Regions from separate parts of the Sus scrofa genome. Here regions 2 and 3 are each linked to region 1. The links are chromatin contacts, called in public Hi-C and HiChIP or PLAC-seq maps. All regions are on one chromosome and are shown on one strand. The core of a region is the stretch at or near the end of the contact, and the rest is flanking DNA. Distances in the headings are between cores, read along the strand shown.

Region 1 (3,179 bases), core at 238-2,737:
AACTTCCCGCAGGGAGAAGGGGCCCAGATGCAGGCGGGCCACTTCCTGGGCCTGCAGGGCCCCTCCCCCAGCCTCCCCTCCCTCCCTTCTCTAAACAGTTCCCCATCTCCTCCTCCAGCAGCTGTGCTTGCAGGTCATGGCTCTGCCTTGCCACGGATGTGAGTTTAGACCAGAGGCCCTAACTGGTTCCCCTGCTTGGAGGCCTGAGGCCCAGCCTAGGGCAGTCCAGCCCAACTGTGTACTCAGAGAACCAATCCCCCAGTCCACCCCAGAGCAAGGAGCCAGCCTCACACAGGCCAGGTCACCAGCAGACCCACAGAAATCCGCACAGTGCAGAGGTGTCCTTTCAGCCCCAGAAAGCACCCATGCCATCCCAGAAACCCCGGAATTGGCCTCAGCCACTCGGCCTGATGCACACAAACATGCAGCCCCAAATGATAAACTCAAACTCAGCTGCACACAAAAACTTAAGATACACAGTCACACAGCACCCTGAGCTCACTCAGCCACTGTCACACCGTGACACCGGCCCCCGAAGAGGCACAGCCACTCACACCAAGAGCCAGAACTCCAAAGGGTGTGCAGTCGGGGAACAATCTCACTTTCACAGGAGCACCTGGGCCTCCTCTCCTGCCGCATTGAACAGGCACAGGTCCCAGTAGACAGGCCAGAGTCACTCAGGGAAAGGCACACACAGGCTGGCATACACACAGCTGGGCACACAGGGAAAGGGCTTAGACCAGCCTCAAGGTCTGGAATCACAGAACCACATCATTTCACACAGTCACTGGTCAGGAATCCTAGTCCCAGATGCAGTATCCCCCACAGTCACCTCCAGACAGGGGTCACTGTCTCTCACACACACAGTCACCCCCGGATGGGGGTCATACTCACAGTCTCATGCACAGTCACCCCCAGTCGGAGCTCACACTCAGTCACCCCTAGGTGGGAGTCACACTCACACTTGCTTCCAGATTGCGGGGGGGGGGGGGTTCTCACACAGTCTCATGCAGTCACCCCCAACATGGTCACATCCGTACGCACAGTCACGCCCACAAGGGGGTCTCTCACACACATTCAGCACAAGTCACTCTCAACTGGATCACGCCCGCTCACACCCGCACACTGCTTCCAGCAGTCACCCCAGCTCGGCTGCCCGGGCGGGGTAGTCCAACGGGGTCCTCGCAGGCTAAGGACCCCTCGAAGCTGCCCCCGGAGCACTCCCTGGCGCCCCGCACTCGCGTCCCAGGCCTGGCGCAGCGGCTGCTCGGCCGGGCCGGGGCCGCGGGCCCGGGGCTCACCTCGCTGTTGCTGGCGGAGGAGGAGGCGGCGCTGGGCGTGGGCGAACGCTGCAGGGTCACCAGGGCCATGGCTGCGGCGCGGCGTTAGGGCACCGCCGAGGCCTCGGGCTACAGCCGCCGCCGCCGCCCGGGCCGGGCCCGGGGCTCTCCAGGAGCCGTGCGCGGGCGGCCGGGCCGAGCCGGGCCGGGCCCGCCCCTCCCCCTCGGCGTCCGCCGCTGTCCCCGCCCCCCCACCCCCGCCTCCCGCGCCGGCGCGCGCCGGGCCTGAGCGAGGAGGGGGGCGGGGGGGAGCGACCGGGGCGGGTCGCGCGTGCGCGGCGCCGGAACTCTAGTGGCGGCTGGAGGCTCGGCCAGCCAGTCACGTCCCCCGCGTGCCCGACGCGCGCGCCCAGTGTTCCGCGCGCCCGGCCCTCCAGCCTGGGGGTCGGGGGCGCGCGCGTAGGCGAGCAAGTTCGGTCCCCAGAGGCCCACCCCTTGCGCCTGCCTGCTAAACCGAGGCTCGCGGGCTGAGCAGCGGGTAATACCTAGGGCGGAAAGGCTCAACTACGAGAAAATTAGAACCTCCTGGTCTCCGCTTCTTGAACTCCGAGAAGCAGTCTGCAGAAATTCATTCGTTCATTTATTTATGAAATATTTATTGAGCGCCTACTAAATGCTGCCATACAGTATTCAACCGTGAGCAACGTAGATTAGGCTTGCCCTCAGGGATTTGAAAGAAGCGAATCAAATTACGAGATGTTTTAAAAATAATTATGCCAGTCTTTTTTATGAATTCCTTTTGTGTCCAGAAACCCAGCTAGCTCCTTAGGAAGTCAAGGAAAAGCTTCTCTGCAAAAGGGGCATTTGCTCTGAAGCCTGAAGGATGAGCAGGATTAACGGGTGAAGGGAAAGGAGACTGCTGGGGGCGGGGTGGTGGGGGTGGTGGGAAGGCGTGGGCACAACGGCCCAGAAACTAAAAGGAGATTGTCCATCAGAGGCTGGAGCCTGGGGTGGGGCGGGGAGTGATGCGAGCCTGGGGTGGGGCGGGGAGTGATGCGAACCGGGGTGCAGTCTAGGAAGCTCTGGCAGCTCTTGAAAAATGGACTGGGGCAGAGAAATGGAGACCTGGTGGGCCACTGCTGTCCTCTTGGGAGGAGGTGACCAGAATGGGGATGGAGAGAAGCACATGGAGTAAGATACTAAGAAGGTGACACTGGCTTGACTCCCCCCCCCCCCCCGCCCCGCCCCGTCACTGCACGCACATTGCGCAAGCATCCGCAGATTTGCTGGTCCAGACCTGCTCCCCATTTTAACAAAGGGCTCCACGGACCATCTCACTGCCCGCCCAGCAACCTAAGCAGCCTCCTAGATCCCTCCTCTTGCTTCCCTCAGATCCAGGGGCATATTCCTCCTGCATATTCCCTCAGCATCATTTATCTCAAAGATGGTTCTCAACAGGGGTGACTATAGCCTCTATGGAGTGTTGTGGGATTGTTATTGTTTTTTAATCTATGGGATTTTTGTTTGTTTTGTTTTTGTTTTTTTAGGGCCACAGCATGTGGAAGTTCCCAGGCTAGGGGTTGAATTGGAGCTGCAGCTGCTGGCCTATACCACAGCCAGATCCTTAACCCGCTGGGTGAGGCCAGGGATGGAACCTGAGTCCTCATGAATACTAGTTGGGTTTGTTACTGCTGAGCCATGATGGGAAGCCCCATTTGTGTGAATATTTTTGAATGTCTTGCAGATAGGGGAGAAAGAGCTATTGGCAGTTCTGGTGTTTAAGGGCAGCAGCCAGGAATGCTAAAAATGCTAAAAGTCCTGCAACACACTGGACGGTGCCCCCACCCTCATCCGCAGAAGAATTGCTCCATTCCCACAAGATTCCTCTGTAGGTGAAAA
Region 2 (3,179 bases), core at 339-2,838, 210 kb after region 1:
TTTAAGATGTATGCATGTTGTTTGCATCCATTGTTTATTCCTTTTTATTGCTGAGTAGCTGCCAGGGTACTTATGACCTACAGTTTGTTCACCCACTTGCCACTTAAGGGACGTTTGGGTTGTTTCCGGTTTGGGGAAAATACAAATAATCCACTCATGTATGAACTCTTGTGTGAATATAGTTTTTTTTTTTTTTTTTTTTTTTGTCTTTTGCCTTTTCAGGGCCGCACCCATGGCATATGGTGTTTCCCAGGCTAGGGGTCTAATCGGAGCTGCAGCTGCCAGCCTACACCACAGCCACACCAGATCCGAGTCGCCGTCTGCGACCTACACCACAGCTCATGGCAACGCCAGATCCTTAACCCACTGATGGAGACCAGGGATTGAACCTGCAACCTCATGGTTCCTAGTCAGAATCAATTCCATGCGCCACGATGGGAACTCCTGAATATAGATTTTAATTTAACTTGGGTAAATACACAGGAGTGGGATCGCAGGGGCACACTGTAAGTGTATGTGTCATTTTATACAGCACTGTGAAATTTTTCAAAGTGGCTTTTATTTTATCATTTGAAAAATAATTGAAAATTAAGAGCCTCTCTTCTTCTTACACATCAAGCCCCTTGTTCTAGGCTCTGAAACACAACAGTAGCAAGGATAAAGTCCCTGCCCTCACACAGGTTACATTTTGGAGATGGAGACAGAAATAAACAAGGAAAGAATAAATAATTTTAGAAAGAACAGAAGCTACAAATAGAGTGACCTGCTAGAAAATGGGGCAGGAGAAGGCCCTTTGAAAGTGGGGTCTTGAGCTGAGACCTGAAATTTTCCAGATAGAGAGGCAGTTTGTGCAAGGTGTAAAGACCACACAAGGGGTGCCTGTGAATATGCTGAGAGCCAGCTTCATCGTGTCACCGGGACGGGGGTGGGGTGTCAGCAGCCTTACCAGCAGGGTAAGAAGCAGGGATTTCATTCCAGGCATGTTTGGAAACTATACAGTTTTAACCTGGGGATTATTAAAGGGTAGTTTACATTTCAAAAAAGATGACTTGGTAGTAGCCAGGAGACAGAGCGGCGTTTGACTTTATTTTGGAGATATAACCAAGACTACATGTGATGGTTTGGATGTTCCCCGGAGAAAGGAAGAGACTTGCAGGTACTGGGGGTGAATGGTGGTGCCTTTGGGAGGGTGACTGGTTTTAAGTTTAATCGTCCTAACCTCTATTAAAGTCTCCCCCAAACCTTACAGGTTGGGCCTCTGGGCCTTAGTTTGTCGTCAGTAAAACAGGTGGTGAAAATTGGATAATGTTTTTGAATGCAAAACTTGAATGCTAATTTCATTCCCACAACAACCCTAGGGGAAGGTACTTTTATCTTCTTTTTGCTTCTGAGAGGTGGAGGGACTTGCCCAAGGCAGAGGTAAAATGAATAGGAATAAAGAAACAAAGTACAGAACTGAATCGAACCGAGGAGCCCCGCCCACTCCAAACAGTTCACAGCCCCATGTTGCCCCAGGGCCATGGCTCAGGAGCCCCTCCCGCACATGCGCACTAGACCCTCTACAGCCCCCCGCCCAGACCGCAAGTCGGAGCATGCGCGGGCCGCTTGGCGCCAACTGCTCATCGCTCCAGCTGGCGCCAACCTCGCGGGTCTCCTGGCGTCGCGCTCTCGCTCCCTCCTCGGCTCCAGTATGATTGGCCAGAAGACGCTCTACTCCTTCTTCTCCCCGAATGCCTCCGGGAAGCGACGTGCCTGCAGCCCCGAGCCAGACGACCTGGGGACTGGCGTGGCTGCAGTAGTCGAGAATGGGGATGTGACGGTGAGGCGCGGCGGGGGCCGCTTATGGGCCCGGGGCAGGGGAGAGAAGGGAGGGCGAAGAGGGTGAGGAGGGTGATGAGGGCGAGGAGGCTGGCAGCCCCTGCGCGACTTAGGAGTTGCAGGAACGTATCCCTGACTGGGTAAGCTGGGGCCTCCACGTGTTCAAAACAGCCGCCTTGGTGCCCAGACGGCGGCCATGGTGAGGGATCAGCCAATGGGGGCGACCCTCGGGGACCATGTCACCATTCAGAAGCGAGGGGGCGGCCCTGCTGGGCCGGCCCTCCAATCAGAGGAGGGAGGGCGGGCCCTCGAGGAGAGGTTTTGCCGCGAAAAGGCCACGTGGGGACGCGAGTGGCGGGACCCGCGGGGAGGCGGGGCGTCTGGGTGCCCGGCCCGCCTCCCCGCGAGCTCCTCCCGGAACGCCGCGGTCCCTCTTCTAGCCATTCTCCCGCCCTGTTTTGGTGCCAAACTCGAAATTTGGGGCACCAGCCTGCTAGTGCCGAACTGGGATCAGCTCTGGGTTCCCAGAGTCCAGTTTTGCACAGACCTACGCGGTAGGGCTGAAACCCTACGAATGGGTGTTCTTTGCCCTGGGCTGTTGGGTTGGGGGCGGAAGTTGCGGGCCCCTGGGGGAGGCCTTCTGCAGCTGGTGACCCGCCTCTGCGGGGACCACTTGCAGGCCAGCTCCGTCAAGAAGATCCGGACAGGGCAGGAGGAGCCCGGCACGCCGCCCTCGTCGCCACTAAGCCCCGAGCAGTTGGCCCGAATCCAGAGAAACAAGGCCGCTGCGCTGCTCAGGCTTGCAGCGCGCAACGTGCCGGTGGGTTTTGGTGAGAGTTGGAAGAAGCACCTCAGCGGCGAGTTCGGGAAACCATATTTTATAAAGGTAATCGTTCAGGCTGCGGGCCCTTTATCTTGTTCATATAGCCGGCCAAGCCTACGTTTTAGGATACTGCCTTCGTGATCTCCTTTTCCTCGTTCAGCGTCCTTTTTACGCTAAAAGGGAAAAATACAGCCATGATGTTTCTCAACTGCACAGTTAAAGGTCTTTAAAAGACTGAGATAACATAGTTTCTTTTAACCTCTTTGGTTAGTCTGCTTTCCAGGAAAGGGGCATAGTAAAACCACAAACCCGACTGAAGGAAGCCTGCCCTTTAAAAAAAAAAAAAAAGAGGGAGGGGTTTGCATCCACAGGCTGTTGAGGCCGGTAGGCCAATCAACTTTGAGCTAGACCAAGTAAAGGGAGGGGAATTGAACAGTCTTTGGGAAGCAGGTACTTTTGTTGTTGTTTCTTCGCAGGATTTAGATGTAAAACCTGGCAAAGAGTTAGATACTACCTCTTCCAATAGCTTTCTTTGCAC
Region 3 (3,179 bases), core at 284-2,783, 160 kb before region 1:
ATGAGATGTCCAGAAAGGAGATTAGGGGCTGCTCAGGGCTGGGGCCAGGGGTGCAACAGCTAAAGAACAGAGGGTTTCCTTTTGAGGTGGTGAAAACGTTCTAAAATCATCTGTGGTGATGGTGGTGCACACCTGTGAATATACTACAGAGCACTGAGCTGTACATTTTAAATGGGTGACCTGTATGTGAATTACTTTTTACATACAGTTAAAAGCCGTTAAAACCAGCTATTAGCTAACATTTAAGTTTATGAAAAGGCTACAGTTTAAAACATTACCTTCCTCTGTATGACGATTAAAAAACAAGTAAATTTTCTACCAAAAAAAGATTTTAGGGAACTAGTTCATAAGAAATTTAGCACTTGCCAGTGAAAAACTCATGCTCAACAGTGGAACAAGTGAGAAACAGAATTTTCCTTTGTTGGGGATTTCTAAGGAGGAGACAAACAACTGTCTGTTTTCAATCGCTCAGTGGAAGGCAGAGTCTGGATTGGGAGTGGTTAGGGTTCAGCTCAGTTCTGCTGTCCCACAAAAAATCACAACAAAAAGTCTGCCTGCCATCCTGAAGAATGCAGCAAAGTCATGAATTACATGATCATTCATAAACCTGCCTTTTGAGGGCCTCAGTTTAGGACATCACTTAATTTCTCCTGAATGCTCATTCAACAAATTTTCAACAAGGCAGGGAGTTCCCTGGTGGTCTAGTGGTTAGGACTCGCACTCACTGCTGTGGCACCACATTCAATCCCTGATCTAGGAACTAAGATCCCACATCAAGGTGCTGAACGCTGTGATCAAAAAAATAAAAGTTAAAAAAAAAAAAAAAGCCGAAAAAATTAAAAAAAAAAAAAAAACATTTAAAAAAAGGAGTTCTCGGAGTTCCCGTCGTGGTGCAGTGGTTAACGAATCCGACTAGGAACCATGAGGTTGCGGGTTCGGTCCCTGCCCTTGCTCAGTGGGTTAACAATCCGGCGTTGCCGTGAGCTGTGGTGTAGGTCACAGACGCGGCTCGGATCCCGCGTTGCTGTGGCTCTGGCGTAGGCCGGTGGCTACAGCTCCGATTCGGCCCCTAGCCTGGGAACCTCCATATGCCGCGGGAGCGGCCCAAGAAATAGCAACAACAACAACAACAAAAAAGACAAAAAACAAAAATAAATAAATAAATAAATAAAAATAAAAATAAAAAAAGGAGTTCTCATGGTGGCTCAGCAGTAACGAACCCAACCAGTATCTATGAGGATGTGGGTTCAATCCCTGGCCTCGCTCAGCAGGTTAAGGATCTGACATAGCTGTGAGCTGTAGTAGTGCAGGTCGCAGATGTGGTGTAGGCTGGCAGCTGCAGCTCTGATTCAACCCGTAGCCTGGGAACCTCCATATGTCATGGGTGAGGCCCTAAAATATGATGATGATGATGATGATGACAAGGCAGATGTGAGCAAGCACGAGAGGCAAAAGGAATCTAGGAATCTACCTGGCCTCCCCTAACCCCTCCCCCAGACCACTGCCTCTCTCCACCGAAAGGGGCAGACTCTGACCCAGGCCCCTCTCCCCTGGGGGAATGGGCATCTGCTACCATCCATCATTACCTCTTTGCTTTCACCCTGATACGCACCATTTTTATTCAAGGATTTATGATCAGTAAAACTGCTCCACACTGAACTTGGTTATCTGAATATAAAACAGGACTAAAATTTTGAACAGAAGGAACAGAAAACAACTAATGATTTGATCAAAGCACAAAGTCGGGAGAGGAACAATTATGAAACAGGACTTTGGTGACTCAACAGGAAATGCATTTTGCAAGACGAATTCTGACCCACGCTTACAACAGAAAGAGTAGTGATATACCACCTGACGCCTCCAGATGGCAGTGTGACCACTGGCTGCTGGATTTTTCCCACAGGGATCGTAAAACCTTCAGTGCCTGACCCACCATGATTAAATAGTGCCTTTTCTAAATCCCTAATGAGGCGTGGAGTGATGGGAGGCTTTGGATATAACCAGCATTTCCTGCTTAAATATGAGGGTGGAAGTAGAGCTCATAACAGGACTTCATCTTCTCCTTTCTCTAGTTTCATCTTTTCCTTGGATTGCCAGGAGATTTTGATGGAGCAAAACGCTTATTATGCAATTTTGAAAACGAGAAACCTCTCTGTCCCTCCTCTGTCTCACTTTTGGCAGATTCAATGGTCTCCTCAACAAGGCTTATGCATTTTCATCCAGGCACCTAACCCATCTCACGATCTCAGTCACTCAGCCATGTAGCTCTTTCCTTGAGTAACCACCACAGCACAGGCCTGTTACCAGGCAAGGAGGGAAGGATAACACAGGCTCCGCTCTCAAGGGGTTTACAATCTAAAAAAGCAGAGGTGTCTATGAGACTGGAAGCCAGACAGCAAAGACAAGCAGCTGGCTGGAGCAAGGGCTCTGAAGCCAGAGACCTTGGTGCAGATCCTGCCTGGGGCCTCTTACTGTGATGGTCCTGGGCAAAGAGCTCAACATCACTGCGCAGGGAAGAATCAGGACCTGTACTTCCTAGGGCTGCTTTGAGGATTAAATGCATTAACACTGCCTGGCACACAGTCACCTCCAATGCAGTGCAGGGGTGAGGAATATCCTGATTCTGCTATCAGCTGCAGGACCTTGGGGACATTCACCTAAACATTTGGGGCTTTGAGTTTCCTCATCTATAAAATGAGTCTATAATAATGAACCTGTCCTCACTGGGCGTGTCTGGAGACCAATGTGGTAACATGAATACAAAGCACTCAGAATAATGCTAAGGCAGGCTGTGGGTTAAGTGTTAGCTGTGGTTATTACATGTCCTTTTCACTAGGAAACCACAGTCTACGTCACCAGTGTGACGCTCGGGTAAGCTCAGTGCTGAGTAAAAATTAGGTTACCTTCTTGCTACCGAAGCTTGGTACATCCAGGAAGGCTCCCGGAGGAGACAACCTCTAAGGATGAATAGGAGTTAGGTGACAGGTGGAAGCAGGAAAGATGAAATGGGAGAAGGAAGGAAGGAAATCAAGTATCCAGTTTAAAAGCAAAAAACACAGACGCAGAGAGCAATTTTCTAAAGAGTAGATGCTCCAAAAAGGCTGGCTGAGGGGCATGACGGGGAAAAGCACCACGTATAAAAGACAACACAGGCACAAGGATTCCCACGGGAAGACACA

Evidence for each region. Hi-C and Micro-C count contacts between places; a contact is called where the count stands out from the background. HiChIP or PLAC-seq counts read pairs in DNA pulled down with a chosen protein or histone mark.
Region 2: an H3K27ac HiChIP or PLAC-seq map of alveolar macrophages shows a contact between it and region 1. The contact joins the promoter of UNG here to the promoter of SSH1 in region 1. A contact is called at or near these places in 1 of 5 promoter capture datasets (fetal liver), 3 of 47 Hi-C or Micro-C datasets (embryonic fibroblasts, heart right ventricle and omental adipose tissue) and 2 of 2 datasets of contacts at active chromatin or transcription factors (alveolar macrophages and skeletal muscle).
Region 3: a contact with region 1 is called in a Hi-C map of mesenteric adipose tissue, with 2.5 times the contacts expected there. The contact joins the enhancer-like site here to the promoter of SSH1 in region 1. A contact is called at or near these places in 2 of 5 promoter capture datasets (fetal liver and liver), 25 of 47 Hi-C or Micro-C datasets (alveolar macrophages, blood, brain and 13 more) and 2 of 2 datasets of contacts at active chromatin or transcription factors (alveolar macrophages and skeletal muscle).

The regions. Positions count from the first base shown.
Region 1 is chr14:41,962,254-41,965,432 of Sscrofa11.1, reverse strand. SSH1 (protein phosphatase Slingshot homolog 1) reads right to left here and starts at 1,487. Exons shown (of 16, transcript XM_001929329.5): 1 at 1,302-1,487. The coding sequence starts at 1,370.
Region 2 is chr14:41,756,250-41,759,428 of Sscrofa11.1, reverse strand. It overlaps UNG (uracil-DNA glycosylase), which reads left to right and starts at 1,588. Exons shown (of 7, transcript XM_003132925.6): 1 at 1,588-1,819; 2 at 2,498-2,704. The coding sequence starts at 1,691.
Region 3 is chr14:42,127,090-42,130,268 of Sscrofa11.1, reverse strand. All of the region lies in intron 3 of CORO1C (coronin-1C), which reads right to left. Among named protein-coding and RNA genes, the nearest start is that of SELPLG, 30 kb to the left of the region's middle. Within about 2 kb of position 1,533, at least 33 of the 83 cell types and tissues checked have an H3K27ac peak or open chromatin away from gene starts, as enhancers often do. A contact at or near this core is called in alveolar macrophages, fetal liver, fetal skeletal muscle and 6 more, where this site is marked.